Linked DNA regions of Sus scrofa: region 2 is linked to region 1. The links are chromatin contacts, called in public Hi-C maps. All regions are on one chromosome and are shown on one strand. Each heading gives the region's core, a stretch centred on a gene start, on an enhancer-like site or on the middle of the called end of the contact. The rest is flanking DNA. Distances are from core to core; before and after follow the strand shown. Region 1 holds the start of WDR17 (WD repeat-containing protein 17). Region 2 holds the start of SPCS3 (signal peptidase complex subunit 3).

Region 1 (5,552 bases), core at 1,896-4,395:
TTTCTTAAATTAGAACTTAGATTTCAGAATTTTAGGAGATAATTAGGTTAATAAATCACCTTTTAAGTACATGGAAAGTAATAAAAAGTAAGATTTTATCATTATTTAAAAAATCACCTCACTCAAGTAAGCTGATAATGTGACATCCAGATGCAAGTGTCACCTGTGGCTCCAATTCCAGGATGCCTTTTTTTTTTTTTTTTAACACAATCTAGCCTTTTTCAAGTTGTATTTGTCTAGTCATTGAGATCAAGTGAGAACAAGCTGAATTTTGTCTCCTCATATGACACCCCACGTTTTACCATGAGAACTTTAGAAATTTTTCTAGTCAATCACGATGGGACTCTCTTTTTCTTTCGATATACAAAGTCTTGGTCAAAGCTGATCATTTTATAATATTTCTCTAGCAATTTTTATAATATTTCCCTAGTAATTCTTATAAGAAGTTATAAGTCCTTCTTGAACATTTAAGTAAACTTAAGCATGAGAAAGGTTTTCCTTTAGGATTTGTTCTCTGCAGAGTAAATTCTTTGGGGAATTTCTAAGATTCTCTCCAGGTATCCACATCTAATTTCTTGCTCAGCAATCTCCAAGGAATAGTCTCAACAACAATGAAAAATCTCCAGGTGATTATCACAGAATGAGGTATGTATGGTCTTGGATGTTGAAAAATGCCAGCCACTCTTATTCTAATACATGATTCTCACAAGAAAAAAAAGGGGGGGAGGGTGCTGAAATCCCTCCCAATGTCCTAGTACAATGAATTAAATATTCTCAATAAGATCTCTGTTCCTGAAGACACATAGAAAGCTACACACTTTAATACTTCAACCTGCTAAATGGACTACATATACACAATATAAGATCAGATAATTCAGCAACTGCAAAAAGTAGCAGTAATGTTTGTATGCACATAATTACCATGAATGGCTGGGTAAAACATGTTATTCGGTAATCTGGCAAACCATTACCGTTCTTGTATATTATATCTGACTCGAATAAATTCTGGACTACAGGAAGGAAATGTGACTCCTTCAAAACTGTCTGAATTTCATTTTAGTATTCATTATAGAGTTTAGGGAAATAAAATAAGGTAGTCTGGAGAACTGCACATATTTTATTGACAGTGACAATCGAAGAACTCCTGTTGGACTTCCATGTTCTTTCAGGACAAAATAAACAAACGAATGAATGAAAATAAAACTCTTCTCTAATATAAAAACTGCCCCTTGCCTCACCTATGCACAGGCTAGGGGTTCCAAGATAGAGTCTATAGAAAGCAACAACAAAAACACTCTAGCCCCTAGTGGTCACTTTACTAGGAGCAGAGGAATTTAAAAATTATTTTCTACACTGAATCAATTGTAGCTTTCTAATATATAGAATTATTATGCAGCTAGTGGGTAATAAAATTTTTTAGTACAGCAATATTTAATTATGAAAACTGAAAGAATGAAGAATTATTAAACACTTAAGTAAATACATCTAATATTTTTTCAGATACTTATAGTTAAGTATACCTATTAATAGCAACCCTGAGAAAGACCAAATCAATATAAATAATAAATTTCAACTAGCCATTTTAATATAGAGTAAGTTTACACTTATTTCTCTTAATATATGAGTTTTCTTTCCACATGTGGCCTTTGAAACAGGCTGTTGGTTTATTCCCATTTAGAAAACTTCCCAGGAACTCTTAACACAATGACCTAAAACTAGCAATTGTAACATTCATCTCTAACCAATCCACTAAAGCATGTTTCCCAAAATTTTGTTGAATTAACTGACAATTTTTCACTTGCATTTAATTACTATATTTAATTTTAGATCATAGAACAGGAAAGACAGATCACTTTCTCAGATCTCTGCCTTCACACAGGAAAGCTATAACTATGCCACTTTCTTGCACACCTAGGCCAGTGAGGCAGAATCAAAAGGATGTGAAAGGGTGCTTTTGCTATAGAGGCTGTAATCACAAGCCCTGAATCATCAGCTCCCCATCCAAGACCATGCTGTGCTCAGTGATAATCACATGAAAATTGTTCTCTGACTGTTGATGAGACTATTCCTTGGAGATTTGTGAATAAGAAATTAGATCTGGATACCTGAAGAGAATCTTAGAAATTCCCCAAAGCATTTACTCTGTAGAGAAACAAAACCTAAAGGAAAACCTTTTTTTCTTTACTTAAGGTTATTTTAAATGTTCAAGGACTTGTAACTCCGGTTATACAAAGTGGTAGGGGAATGATTTTCTCTGAAGGGCATATCTGAAATACTCAGCCAATGAAAGATTCAGATATCTAATACTTCTCTTCAAATCACTGTTAGAGACACAAACAAATAAATAAGTAAATACACATACGGAAGTTACAAAAACAAGTGTGATTTATTTTTGATATATGATAAAGTTATCACTAAACTTCATTCAAATCAACTGCTTTTAATTAATATAGAAAAAGTCAGTTCAAAGATTTGCTCCTTTTAATACTGCATGCAAAAAGTCTGGATTTATTAGTTTTTGAAAAATAGGAAAGGTTTTTTTTTATGATTTACTTCACGCGTACTGTGCCTCTGACATTCAATACTGTCTTTTTTTCTGGAGCATATTTTCTTTTACTCAAAAGTTTCTTGGCACAACCTGAATAAGAAGACCACTTTCAAAGGGGTAGGGGATCCTACCTGGGGAGGTGCCCTGCGGGCACAGGTATAAGAATGACGATCTAGACTCTAGACGTACTTGTAATGAATAAGCTTAAAAACATAAAGAAAACTGTGCCTTTCGTCATGATCGTGGGTGACACTCGAGTGTCAGTTCAGATGTGTAAAGGCTTGCCTGCTGTGCCCTGTAGCGATCAGGTGTGTGACTGACTCTCAAGGGATTCCCGCATCAGGCACCATCGCGCGCAAAGCCCCGAGGACCTGCGACCCTTGCTGAGGAGGTTGGAACCCCCACGCGACGCCACTAGGTTCGAAGATCACCCTATTCCAGCGCGCCCGCCGGGCTACCACGACCCGCCCTCCGCGGTGCTTACCTGGAGGAGTCGACCACTGCAGCGGACAGCAGAAGGTGCTGAAGCGGGCGCGGCAGATGCGCGAGCTCGGCCTGTGGACCCGCCCCGCCCCGCCCTCCCCTCCTGCGCCGCGGGCTCCAGGGCGGGGCGGCCCGGCCGGGGGTTCTAAGGGCGGGGATGATGGCTCTGTGGCAGGACCCAGCCCGCGGCTTTCCGGGTCCCGCCCCGGGGTTCACGTGACAGCTACGCTGGCCGCTGATTGGAGCGCTGGAGAGAGGCGGAAGCGGCTGGCAACCCCTGGAGACCCCTCACGCCTCCAGGAGGTGGTTACCTGGCAACCAGGAATCTGCGCCGAGGATGTGGTTCTCAGGCCCTGGGCTAGGCTTCCACAGAGTTTACAGCGAAGCAGAAAGTGGAGGAAAAAACAGTGAACCACTGTCTAACATGTTCCACCTACCGCGTCTGCCCTTTCTAGGAAAGTGAGTCATGTATACAATAAATAAATCACAACATCTCCTTCTTGAGGAGCCTGAGGCAGAGAGTTGAGCCTCCTTCAGAGTCTAGGGTTCACTAATCTTGAACCATTGCCTGAAATGTGAGTACGGAATGCTGTCTGTTCTGTTCTTCCTTAGGTTAGACCTTAACCTCTAAAACCAGAACTTTCTCTTGAGAAAAGATAACTTGGAAATGTTGGAGGTACATAACGGTACAGAGAAATGAAAAGCATGATCAATTAGAGAGAATTCAGTCGTTCATGGAAAAGATGCTAATGGTCAGAATTAAGGTGATAGAAATAAAAATGATTAAGAGGGGAGATCAAAAGAAATATTTCTGGGAAAATAGGCCATCATTTTCATTTATGACAAATGTTTGCTTGGTACAGTGTCAACAGTATACATGAAGAGAAAAAGTTGTTAAAGACAAGAGTGTCCATTGGTTGGATAAAGAAGGTTTTTTATGTCTAATTTGTTCCAGCTCTCCAGTTAAGAATCATAAAGCCAAATGAAACATCAGAAATTGTCTGGTTGTACATTCATGATTTAAAGATGAAGATCTTTTAGCTTGGAAAGCTACAGAATTTGTCAAGGACATATAGCTATTTCAGTAGCAGAATTGATGCCATGATCCCAAACTCCCAATTCAGTTCTCTTTTCCCTTTGCTGTGATTTGGTTCACTTGTTTGGAAAGGGAGGTTTAAACTATCACATGTGGGGAGTTCCCATTGTGGCCCAGCGGAAATGAATCTGACTATTATCCATGAGGAGGTGGGTTGGATCTCTGGCCTCCTTCAGTGGGTGGGGATCCAGTGTTGCCTTGAATTGTGGTGTAGGTCGCAGTTGCGGCTCAGATCTCGCCTTAATGAGGCTGTGGCATAGGCGGAGAGCTGTAGCTCAGATTCCAACCCCTAGCCTGGGAACTTCCATATTCCTTGGGTGCAGCCCTAAAAAGCAAAAAAAAAATAAAAATAAAAATAAAAAAAACTATCACATATGTGGTTAGATCCAGAACCTAAAGAAATAGTATAACCTGATTTCTAAGGAAAAGATCTTTTTACTGTCATTTTCATTCTTTTATTCAACAAATATTTAATGTGATGCTCTCATTTCATAAACAAAAATGCTGTCAGTCACCCAGGCTGACAGCCAGTTTCAGGGCCATCATTAGCTCCTAACACTTAGAGTACATAGAGTTCTTAATGATTAAATCTAAAAGCAGAGCAACTGGGGGAATCAGTTAACTGCAGTGAGTTCATCTTCAAGGCTAGACGATCCTATGACTGCAGTGGCTTCGCAAAAGGTGTTCAAGACCATTTAATGTGACAAGTGCATTTTTCAGTGGCTATTCTAAATTTAAAAAAGCAACTAAGAAGAACTTATTAAGCTAAATTTTAGAAAAATTGACCCAGAAGGGCTTGAGATTCACGTTAAGTGGCCTTTTCTTATTAATTTTAAAATTAGCCTTTTCACACTAATTTTAATGTAAAAATGGTAAGAGAACAGAAATAAGCCTGACCAAAAAAAAAAAAAAAAAAAAAAAACCACAAACAAACAAACAAAAAAAACCTGATAAAACTGAGGTGCGGTAAATATGTAGAGAAGTAAATACTTTAAAACTTACTGTATGTGGTATAGATACACTGGCTGAAGCCAGATTGCACTGGCTTGAGAGAGATAGCTGTCAAACTTTTCAGGGTTTCAGCAACCCTCTGTTAAACACAGTTCCTGTTAAAATTAAATGATATAAACTTATAATTTTAAAATGATATTAAAAACAAAGTAGTAAATATAACTCATCACTTACTATTTTTAGTATTTTATTTGTATCTATGCTCTTGAGTTATTTATGTCTATTAGGTCTATTTATGTCTAAGTCTCCATTATTGAAATACTATATAATATCGTATATTTCTTCCCAACTTGTCATTCTATGCTATGATGTTGGAGGCTTGACATTGGCCAAAGTGGGTGTATTTACAACCCCCAAATCAGCAAACGCTGCAAATCAGGGCATGATTCATGATTTTCTTAACTGTTTAGACCT
Region 2 (5,552 bases), core at 1,896-4,395, 200 kb before region 1:
TGGATTTCATTAAGCACCATAAGGAAATGATTATGTCTTTTTATTACATCCATTTCCATACTAACAACTACATGTTCACGTTATTGTGCTCTTGGATAAGATCTGTGTATTCACTTAGAATCCCTATTTTAGAACTTAGAAATCTTGGCTATCTTCTTATAAGAACAAGTACAATTTCAAGTTTTAGCAGCCATATTAAGAAACTCTACAAATGATAAGATTGAGAATACATAATAACTGAGATATCAGGAAATTTCCCTATAACTGCCCAGATACACAAGTTCCTACTATCACACTAGACCCCAACTCCCACTCACTAGCTTAAAAAAAAAAAAAAAAAAAAAGACTTGAAGATTTAAAAGCAGAAGTTTAATATAGGACTTTTCTGATGGTCTACTCTATTTCCTAAAAAGGTGCCTACAAAACTAATTCCTAGTCTATTTCTAAACCTAGTAATTATTTTCTAAAAAATAAAGTTAAAACTAATTTCAGGGTAGTAAAGAGGCATGTCAGATAAACTTCCCAGGTACATAACCTGCTTCCATTCTTCAAACAACTGTTTTACACAAATTGAGACAGTTCAACCTCCATAACCAATTTTAATCCCAGGGTTTTAAAAAGGCAGGTGAGATCCTAAAAGCAGCAGAGAACAATGCTGCCAATGTGGTAATCTTTGACCTTTGAGAAGATACAACTGGCCAAAATCAAAAGGTGGAAATTCAGAATAAAGAGAAAATATTTAAATATTTTTAAGTAACTCTTGCAATTGTTAAGATTTCTCTGAATTTCATTATAAAAGCACTTATAAAAAGAACTATAATGGCAAAATGCTAATACGGTTTACTAATAATCATCTGGTAACGACCTGAACCATAGGAGATGCAAATCACTTTTTTACATATGTTTCTCTCTGCTATCACAAAATATGCATATATTCTTTAAGACTGTACGTGAAATACTACATCTAGGTAGGCTGAGTTCTGGTAACATTCTTCTTTAGTCTCAATGATCTAATTTCATTTTCTTTCCAATATATAGATTCAAACTCTCCTGTAGCTTTAGATCTATTTACTGTTTCTGTGAAGATTTAAAGTGTGTTCACACAATAATAACTCATGAATCTATAAATAAGTTTCTTTAAGGTATGAATGAGGAGATATTAGCATGATTATACCGATGAAAACATAGGCACAGAAATTTCCAAGGTTTGACTGATTCAATGAATAAACATACTTACTGCCCCCCAATCACTAACATGTATATTATCAAACTAGAGAGAAATCAATGAAGTATTTTCTGAAAAGGATATCAGCAGTTATATCAAAAGTAATGAATCCAAGATCACTTCTTTCTCTAGGTCCAGTGAAGTCTTCTACATTTTTTCTAGAAGTAAAGATAATAGTTTTACCATCCTTCCAACATAACAGCATATAAAATTCACAAAATTCTTCACATAAAGTGAAAGACAGGGGTCTAATTGTATGCACATCTGAAAAAACAATCCCACAAAGAAACAAGTAAAAATCAGAAAAATTTATGTGAAAACAGGATAAACATCTTAATCCACTATGAAAATGGGTCATCAGCTACTTTCATTTAACCTAAAAGAATCCCTCACAAAACCCAGGGAGCAGATTAAAAACTATTCATAGAAGGTGTAAATACTTGATGTCAAGTGATTTGGTCCAACGGGTAGAAGGAAATTACTACAAGGTGGTGTGTAATGAACATAAAATGAACAGCTGTATTTACTGAGCACTTACTAAGTGTCTGGGTCAGGTCCACTACATATTTTTCACAATTATCTCAATCCTCACAACATGCCCACGAGTTAGACAAAAGGAAACGAAGGCCCAGAACGGTAAGAAACTTGCTCAAGATTCTCAGTAGCTAACAGCTGTTCCGTGTTCACAATGCGCCAAGCTCTGCTGATCCCTCCCAGAGCAAGGAACAGCCGTGATTGCCAGCCTGGGTCTATTTCAATCTAAAAAAAAATAGTAACTAACAAACATCAATATAGGAAAGGGTAGAGTAGGGGACAGCTCTGAGATAACTGGCTGGTTGACAATTCTGACTTAGAAATAAAACTAAGGTTGAAGGAGAGCGCACATGGAAGAAGGCATACAGAAGCCAGACAAGAGAGCGGGGATGGGGGGCGGAAATAGCTAGAATCGAAGAAAAAAGTGCTAGAGAATAAAAATTAGAAAGGAAAAAAAATAGGCATTAGCGAAAGGACAATGTCATTTCAAAATTCGACTTGGGACATTCTCCCAGATGTACTAAAGCAACCGGCCCTTCAAAAATAAAACTGAAAACACGTCTTATCAGGGCACTGGGATGCCCAGTCCTCTCCGGGCATCCCAACCTCGGCCGCCAACTTGGCAGCCGCAGCGAGTCGGTGCTGCGAGGAAAGGCCCTGGGGAGGGGCTGCGGGCCGGGCTCGGATCGGGTCGGGCTGTGGGCAGCCCGGGGGTGGCTGCTACTGGACTCCGGCGCAGGGCCGGAGGCGGGAGGCGGGGAGCGGCGCCCGTTTTGCTGTTGTGTTGCTCCCTCATTGGCCCGCGCGGGCAGAGGGAAGTGAGGAACAGGAAGGACGCAGAGGCACCGGCCGGAGTAACGCTCAAAATTAAAATTTAAGAGCAAGCCCGGGAAGATGAGGCGGAGGGTGGGCGCCGAGGGGGGACCGGGGAGCTGCGGGTTCCGCCCGGCTGGACACTGGGGAGCGAGGGTCGCTCGGGAGGGGCCCCGGGGAAGCGCAGACGCCCGGCTCGTCGCCCCGCGCGGCCGCCCGGTCTCGGCGCCCGCCCGCCGCCCGGCCTCGGCCGCACTCACAGCATGATCCGAGAGACGTGCAGCCGCACCGGGACGCTCCGGTCTTTGAAGGCGGTGGTGATGAAACAGCCGAAAGTGAGCGCCGCCATCACGCTCAGCGAGAAGGCGAACAACGAGTTCGCCCGCGACAGCACCGTGTTCATCGCGGCGGACGCCCCGAGCCCCGCTCCACACGCACACCCGGGACCCCGTTCCGGCCGCGGACCGGCTCCCAGCGATCCGCGCCGCCTGCGCCGCGCGTTCCGGGGGCGCGCCGTCGCGGCCCCGCCTCCTTTCCGGTCCCGCGACGCGTGCGAGCGCGCCCCCGCCTCCCAGACACACCCACCAGCGGGCGGGACGAGCCGAACCCGCGAGACTGAGCCTCAAGCAAGCCCGCCCCTCCTTGGCGCCTCCACCAATCAGCGACGAGCAGGGGAGGTGCTGGGCTTTGCCGCGGAAGGGCCACCTTCTCGGTTCTCCTCTGGCCTCCAAGCCCGTCAACCTTCTTTCTCAGGCCTTTTTCAAGCGGTCTGCGTCTGTGGCCTCTTGGGTGCTTAGGTGCCGTCGATTTGCACCTAAAACCCTCAGCTAAGCAAGGTAGTTTGCTGTGTGTCCCGACGTATCGCGTTTGGAAGCAGCACTCTCCAAAACCCCTGGTCTTTTGTCACACCTGGAGTTAGAACTTCAGCTTTTGGGAGGGCTTAGAGGGCCTTTACTTTCCACGCCCAACCTCAGACCAGCTCCTATTCATGCTTTGCCTTCCTATGGCAGCTAAAGCTGTTTTAGACTATAAGGGTGCCGCTACCAGTTTTAAATTGTTGCATGTTAACAAGGTGGATCCTATAACCAAAAGAATGACCTCGCTGGGTTCTTAGGATCAAAGGAGGTGATGGTTGTGAAATTGCTGTGCCACACATGGTATAATTTAAATTTTTACTTAAAATATTTCATATGTATCATATATAAAGAAAGAAAATATAAAAAATATACATTTATAATTTAAATCCATCAATACACAGTGGCCCTCAGAGGCTGTAAGGTTCAGACTATGCCAATCCCTGACCTTAACGGTCTCTCAACACCTTTGTTCCTCTGGCAGCTACATTTTTTTTTTGTGATTATAAAAATGGGATTCAGAGGACCCAGTAATTCCCTGAAAAAAAATTTGTAATTTTGTATCCATAAACCAAAAGAGTCTAAGAACACCTAGCTTAGTATAAGATGGGCAAACCAGAAAATGATGATCTGAGCCTTATGCTGGTTTATCTTGTCTATTGTTGAGCCCTGGCTTCTTTGCATTATTCGTTAATCACTCAGTTTTCATATAGTGTACAGTTAGGGTTGTTTGTTACTAAGGGCCAGCTATGCCAGGTTCAGTTCTAGGCTTTGAGAGTGCAGCCCTGATAAGACAAGGTCCCTGCTAAATTGGAGTAGAGCCAAATAATGCAAAACTAACGAACTATGAACTAAGGAGAGATCCTTAGTTGAGTTAAACTGTAAATTTTTGTCTTCCAGGCAGCCACAGTTTATTCAGTAAAGCCACAATTTATTGAATGCCTACTGTGTTACACATGATAACAGAGATGTGTACTAATTGATTCTACCCTCCTGAATTTTATAATCCAGTAGAGTCAATGAAATAAAAACAGAGAAATCTGAAACACAGAGGAAGTTGTAAAATGCTGTGAATTTCAGGAGAGGAAGAAATTGCATCTGTGGTCATGTGAAACAAAAACAGTATCTAAAATATTTAGCGCAGTGATAAACAAGACAATTAGGTATACTTAATATAGGATTCTCTAGAGAAAGGATGCTTATTGTTATAGGTGTTGATGTCCAAGAAGAGTATTCTAAAAGATACTGGACTGCAAGTATGGGTTTATCTAGGAGATACCCAGTAGTCTGGTCCAGCTAAACAGTGTATGTATAAAGGATTAGGTGGGAAAGACACTGGAAAGGTAAAATAAGGACCTATTGTAGAAAATCTGGCCAAAAAGTTGGGATCTTATATTGCAGGAAATTATGTATTAAATAAGAGTAGCATCACTGAACTGATAGCCATTTACAAAATAAAAGTAGAGAGTAAGTGACTGAGGTTGATGACAATGGGACCAAAAAAAAAGGAAGACTGATGAGAAATTTCAGAGTCAAAATCAATGATACAGCAACTGCTTAGGTAGGGGTGTGTGCAAAATATGGCAGAAAGTAGATGCAAAAGCACAAATGAAATTAATGTTATTGTCCTGACATGATGGCTTGAACTTGAGTGACTAGGAATTCCCAAAACACATCCCAAAACAATAGGAGCAGAGTAGGGATGGGGTGGGAAGATCTCTTATTCTGTTGTAGTTTTCTCATTGTGTCTTTGGATTTTCAAGATATTTAATCATGTCATGTATGTTACAGAATAAATTTTCCTTTAACAATTCTTTTATTTCTTTTTTTTTTTTTTTTTTTGGTCTTTTTGCCATTTTTTGGGCCACTCCCACAGCATATGGAGTTTCCCCAGGCTAGGGGTTGAATCAGAGCTATAGCCACCAGCCTACACCAGAGCCACAGCAACACGGGATCCAAGCCACGTCAGCAACCTACACCACAGCTCACAGCAACGCCGGATCCTTAACCCACTGAGCAAGGCCAGGGACCTGCAATCTCAGGGTTCCTAGTCGGATTTGTTAACCACTGCACCACGACGTAAACTCCTCCTGTTTCCTTTTGATTGTTTTAAATTAATGTCTGAT

Evidence for each region. Hi-C and Micro-C count contacts between places; a contact is called where the count stands out from the background.
Region 2: a contact with region 1 is called in a Hi-C map of embryonic fibroblasts, with 2.8 times the contacts expected there. The contact joins the promoter of SPCS3 here to the promoter of WDR17 in region 1. A contact is called at or near these places in 4 of 5 promoter capture datasets (fetal liver, fetal skeletal muscle and liver), 32 of 47 Hi-C or Micro-C datasets (adipocytes, adipose tissue, alveolar macrophages and 18 more) and 2 of 2 datasets of contacts at active chromatin or transcription factors (alveolar macrophages and skeletal muscle).

Annotation. Positions count from the first base shown.
Region 1 is chr15:38,587,181-38,592,732 of Sscrofa11.1, reverse strand. WDR17 (WD repeat-containing protein 17) reads right to left here and starts at 3,145. Exons shown (of 31, transcript XM_021075880.1): 1 at 3,033-3,145.
Region 2 is chr15:38,788,198-38,793,749 of Sscrofa11.1, reverse strand. SPCS3 (signal peptidase complex subunit 3) reads right to left here and starts at 3,145. Exons shown (of 5, transcript XM_003133320.4): 1 at 2,833-3,145; 2 at 1,310-1,383. The coding sequence starts at 2,975.